2 separate regions of the Sus scrofa genome follow, and region 1 is linked to region 2. A link is a contact called in public HiChIP or PLAC-seq data. All regions are on one chromosome and are shown on one strand. Each heading gives the region's core, a stretch centred on a gene start, on an enhancer-like site or on the middle of the called end of the contact. The rest is flanking DNA. Distances are from core to core; before and after follow the strand shown.

Evidence for each region. HiChIP or PLAC-seq counts read pairs in DNA pulled down with a chosen protein or histone mark.
Region 1: a contact with region 2 is called in an H3K27ac HiChIP or PLAC-seq map of alveolar macrophages. The contact joins the promoter of SIPA1 here to the promoter of PACS1 in region 2. A contact is called at or near these places in 1 of 5 promoter capture datasets (fetal liver) and 1 of 2 datasets of contacts at active chromatin or transcription factors (alveolar macrophages).

Annotation. Positions count from the first base shown.
Region 1 is chr2:6,617,272-6,619,971 of Sscrofa11.1, reverse strand. It overlaps SIPA1 (signal-induced proliferation-associated protein 1), which reads left to right and starts at 1,416. Exons shown (of 16, transcript XM_021082850.1): 1 at 1,416-1,521. It overlaps PCNX3 (pecanex-like protein 3), which reads left to right. Exons shown (of 34, transcript XM_021082830.1): 34 at 1-759. The coding sequence ends at 316.
Region 2 is chr2:6,275,971-6,278,670 of Sscrofa11.1, reverse strand. PACS1 (phosphofurin acidic cluster sorting protein 1) reads left to right here and starts at 1,362. Exons shown (of 25, transcript XM_021082811.1): 1 at 1,362-1,860. The coding sequence starts at 1,511.

The DNA of each region.
Region 1 (2,700 bases), core at 167-2,666, 340 kb before region 2:
GGAGCCAGCCTCAGGGAGCCCTAAAGGAAGCACCCCCAAATCTCAGGTAAGGTTCTTATGGGAGGGTCAGGTCCCGGGCAGCTCAGGTCTGCTCTCCCACCAACCTCTCTCTCCTCCCCAGGCGCCCCTAGACCTCAGCCTCAGCCCGGATATCAACACCGACGCCTCGCCCTCCAGAGCCGCACAGGACTTTCCTTGCCTGGATGGCAGTGCTGCTGAGAGTGGCACGCCCACGGGGGCCCTGGGCGACTGGCCTGCGCCTGCTGAGGAGCAGGAGAGCCCAGCTGCCCAGCCCCTGCTGGAGCATCAGTACTGAGTGGCCCGGTTCCCGCTGGGTCCTCGCCCTGGATTCAGTAACTTGGACCCCTGGCCTTTGGGTCTCTCTACTGGACCACAGAACTGAGTGGCTTTGACTCCCACATGTGAACCCTGACCTCTGGCTGCCTTAGCCAGAGCACCAGAACTGAGTAGCCCAGACTTCTGACCTTGACCCCTGATCTCTCATCCCTAATCCAGGGCCTGGGCTCCCAAAGGCAGGCAGCCTCCCAGCCAGGCCCAAGAGCCAAACCCATGGGCTGGTCCCCCTTCAAGCCCATGGCCAGGACTGCCTTGGCTTGCACTGCCTGCAGGGGTAGCCCCCTGACCTGGACTTGGGGCTGATATGTGGGAAGGGAAGGTTTCTTTTTTTTTTTTTTTTCTTTCTTTTTTTTTTTCGTGCTTCGGAGACACCAGAATTAATAACACTATTTTTGATTTTGGTTGGCAGTTTCTTCTATCTGGGGACGTTTGGGTGGAGGGGAGAAGAGCTGGCTAGGTCAGGGTAGATGAGCACAGAAGAGGGCATGAGGGATGTGGGTCTGGGTTATGACAGGGTCAAGGTTAGACCAAGGTGAGGTGAGGTTCAAGTAGGACGGGATCCTTTCCCTCAGGAGCCTGTTCCCTTTTCAAGCCTTGATCTGAAGTTTGCATTCCATGTCTCAGCATGAAACGTCCAAAGAGTTGCAGTTCCTACGCTTACCAGCCTTGACCCTGGCCAGAGCCTTTCTCTGAACCTCAGTTTCTTCAGTATAACATAGTTGACCCCTGGGTTCTAAGGGTACACGAGCGCGCGTGTGCAGAGCAGGACCCGGTGCTCGTGAGTAGTGGCGCCTGCTGAGCCCTTGCTGTGTGTCAGGCAGGAGCTGAACCCTTCGGTGTCCTCGCCCCAAGTCGGTTAGGGAGGCAGGTACACTTGTTCCGGTTTCTCAGCCGAGGGCTGAGGTCGGACAGTTCGCTGGGCTGGGCCTGTCTCAGGGCAGGCGCTCAAACCCCGCGCGGGGCTGACCACGGCCAAGCCTGCAGTCCCCGCCCGCCCCGCTGCGCTTCCCGCCGCGGCCGGCGCGGGCCCGCCCCGCCCCTCCGGGCCGGCCCCGCCCCCGGCATAGCCCCGCCCCCAGGCGGAGCCGGCGCCCGGAGCGGTAGCGGGAGAGCAGGCAGCGGGACCCCAGCGCGGGAGGAGGCGGCCGGGCGGGAGCCCCAGAGGTACCGGCGGGAGCGGGGGTGCGGAGGCACGGTGGTCGGGCCAGACAGGGAAGGAAGTGGCCTGGTGTGGACCCAGGTGGAGGGTGGGTGGGGGTCCTCTCCTCGTTCGCTGTTGCACCCTCCCAATCTCCCGCTGGGCTCCAGTCCCAAGTCAGCAAGTCCAGTCCCCTGCCTCTGACCAGCGCCCCACCCCCACCCTCTTGCCCGATGGCCCCGGCCCCCACCGGCGTGCGTGCGGGTGAGTGGATGCGAAGGTTCCCGACTCCCTCTCAGCGGCGCTGGCGACTGCCCTGCTGCCTGCCGACTGTGTGCCGGGTTCCCCCTATCCTGGGGCTCCCCTTCTGCCTGGGCGGCCTCCTACCCAGCCTTTGCACATTGCCCCCCAACCGCGGGCCTGGCCTGGGAGGAAACATCTGTCGCGGCCCCTGGCAGCACAAGTGGGGTCATGACCTCCAGATGTGCTGGGAAGCGTCCAGCGCCTCCTCCTGGGGCAGCCAGGCCTTCCGGATCTGTGGGAGCCGGCCGGCCCCCTCCTCCCAGTGACACAGGCCGCGAGGAATGTCCCGGCCTCAATGGACCCTGTGTGAAGCTGCCGGGTGGGGGGCAGAGCCCAAGAACACCCCCTAAGGCAGGGCCAGAGCCTGGCACTGTGCCAGAACAAGAGGCAGCCCACAGGCCATGCCCGCACAGCTACACAGAGCTCAGCCCACCCGGAGTGGGGCCCTGCCCAGACCCCCCTCGCACATGTCCTCTCTCGCCCCTATCACACACACTTCACCCACACCACAGTCCAGGCCCAGGAGCTGGGCACTTGGAGCCAGGGCCTGCCTCTGCCACCTCACACTAACACATGGCCAGCTGCGCTCGATTCACCTTCCTTTCAGTCTCCCAGCAGTGCTGGGGGGCAGCAGGAATGGTTAACCCCGTTTTAGAGATGAGAGAACAGAACTTTAGGGTTAGCGTCAGGACCTTGTCCAGGAGAAACCAAGGGAGGAGACACTCAGCTTCGGAGGCTTTGTCCCTGCTTGGTTCTGGAGCTTTAGCCGAGGGATGCCTGGGGCCTCTGCCTCCGCCCCCTCCTAGCCCAGCCCCACACAGTCACTGGGTGATGCACAAAGACCCGCCAGCAGGTGCCTGCACCCCTAGTGGGTTACCCACACATCTCCTGCCCCAGCGCCA
Region 2 (2,700 bases), core at 113-2,612:
ACTGGTGCTGAAGCTAAATCTGAGATTGTGTGTTTTACCACTGCCTGCTTTGTAGGAAGGCTCTGGGGGAAGGACTTTTAGGTCTGGTTTGACCTTACCACTGTGTCCTTGGGGACTAAAAATAGCCAGCTTAGCGCCCTGGCTGGGCTGAGGAAGCCCAGTGGGCTCGGGAAGTAGGCCAGGTCGGGCCTTCCTGATAGACCCTGTGGCCAAGGAGGTCTAAGTCCTTACCTGGGAGAGAAGACAGCCCACAATCTAGATTTTCCTGAGCACGTGTGAGCCCCTGGGTGGTTTTGTCAGTCAGTCTCCAGGTTTTGGTGGGGGCCGGGGTAGTGGTGGGGGGACTAACATTCCCAGGTTTTAGGGCCCCTGTCCTGAGAAGTCTTTCTGACAGGCTAGACTAAATTGGAACAGTGGGTCCACCAGGCATTTGGCAAGTGCTGGTGGGAGAGAGTCACTCTGCCACTGCACCAGAGGTGTTGCGGAGCTGGAGGCTTCATGACAGTTTCAGGAGTGGGGAGTGTGGGTGACTCCGGGGAGGATGAGGCAGTTGAGCAAGGCCTTTTTAGAAATTTAGTAAGTGATGAAGCAGAAACACATTCCAAGTAAAGGAAATTGAGGGCAGAGATGGGGGCTTGGGACTCTAAATGGTTCTTTGAGGGAGGGGGACATTAGGGACAGAAAAGAAAGGGCTGGCTCCAGATGGATCAGAACTTTATAATTCACCCTTGCCAAGGCCTTTTGGACTGGGTCCTTGAGCCCCTGCCCACACTGGGGAGAAGCAGGGGGGCGGAAACTGCCCGGCACGCAGGCGGCCAGCCGGCCCCCGGGTCTCCATCGCTCCCTTGCTGGTCGTGGCGAAGAAGCCTCGGGGCTGCAGGGCCGGGGTCAGGTCGGCGGTCACTAGACGGGCTTGGGTGGGCGGCGGGTTCAGCTTCAGGTCCACAGACCCAAGGGGATGAAGCGCGCCCCCGCGGCAGCGCCCTCCCGGCCGGGGCCGCGCCCCGGAAAAGCGGGGTTTCCGCTGGCTCAGCTGCCGCCGCCAACGCCAAAAGGGCCGCGGGGTAGGGGAGAGGGGTCGGCTGGCTGCCGCCGGGCCGCGAATTCAAAAAGACGTGCCGTTTGTGGGCCCCAGCCTCCCGCCCTCCTCCAGAGGAGCGAGGGGCGCGCGCTCCTGGGCCCGCCGGGGGCGCGGGCGCGAGCGCGGCCCCGCCCCTCGGCGCTGGGTGGGGCCGGCGCGGGCCAGGGCTCCCCGCCCCCCGCCCCGGACACGCCCACCCAGTGTCTCGGCGGCGCGAGCCGCAACAGGCAGCGGCGGGCGAGCGCGAGGACCGCGCGCCGCGAGGCCCCGCGCGTGCGTGCAGCCTCTCGCTCGCGCGCTCGGGCGGGCCGAGCAGACGAGTCGAGCCCCCGCCGCCGCCGCCGCCGCCGCCGCGGGAGAAGCCTGGGCGTCCGCTCGGCGTCACCTCGATCCCCGTAACCCCCGCGCCTCCCCACCTCCGGCCGGGCCATGGCGGAACGCGGAGGGGCGGGCGGTGGTCCCGGAGGCGCCGGGGGCGGCAGCGGCCAGCGGGGCTCTGGGGTCGCCCAGTCCCCGCCGCAGCAGCCGCCGCAGCAGCAGCCAGCGCCGCAGCAGCCGACGCCCCCCAAGCTGGCCCAGGCCACCTCGTCGTCCTCGTCCACCTCGGCAGCGGCCGCCTCCTCCTCGTCCTCGTCCACCTCCACCTCCATGGCCGTCGCGGTGGCCTCGGGCTCCGCGCCCGCCGGCGGCCCGGGGCCAGGCCGCACCCCCGCCCCCGTGCAGATGAACCTGTACGCCACCTGGGAGGTGGACCGGAGCTCGTCCAGCTGCGTGCCCAGGTGAGCAGCGGGCGGGGTGGGGGGACCCGGCCCTCGGGGGCCGCCCAGCAGAGTCTGTGACAGGCCCCCCCGCCTTCTCATTCCTCCCCGTCCCATCGCCCAAGGGGACGCCCCGACCCTAGATTCCCCAGGCTGCTTGGCTGTCGGGCCTGGCTGCTGCCCAGCCTCTGGGGACGCCTCCTGCGGGGACCCCGCCCTCTGCTGGCATCCCCACCTTCTGTCTGGGGCCGGGACCACCCTCTTCCCTTCCCTGAGCCGGGCCTTGTGGACTCTCAGCTCTGGGCCTTCTCTCGTTGATCTGACCGAACCCGGCCTTCCTGACAGTCAGTTTCCCGGCGTTAAGTCACAGACTCTTCCCAGCCTCGCCAGCGCCCGTGGGTTGTACATATGTTACACAGATGTGGTACAGATCTCTAGATATTATTATTTCCCAACATACTCAGCATGTGCCAAACTCGGTTGTCACCCTCTGCCAGGTAAAGCCCATATAGGAACCCTTGGGGCTTCTAATTTGTCTTCAACACCCGGGTTTATTTGTACTTCCAATTACACACATTCTGTGCCGGTCTCTATGGTCTTGTAAAACTCTTATTTAGTGTGTCTTCAAGTGTATTTTTCATCCCTTTCTCCCCTCCAGTAACTGGTCACAAATTCTTCTAGCCCTGCAGGGCGACATAAAATTACTGCCTTGTTCCTAAATTCAGTCCATTCCTCTGTCTGTTGGAACCGTCTGGGGGACTTTCCTTCCATTGGTGAAATATGCCCGAGTTTGGGATATTTTCTGTTTCTGTACCGGCAAGGCTGTCTCTCTCCAACTCTTTGGGGACAGTGTGCAGTGTC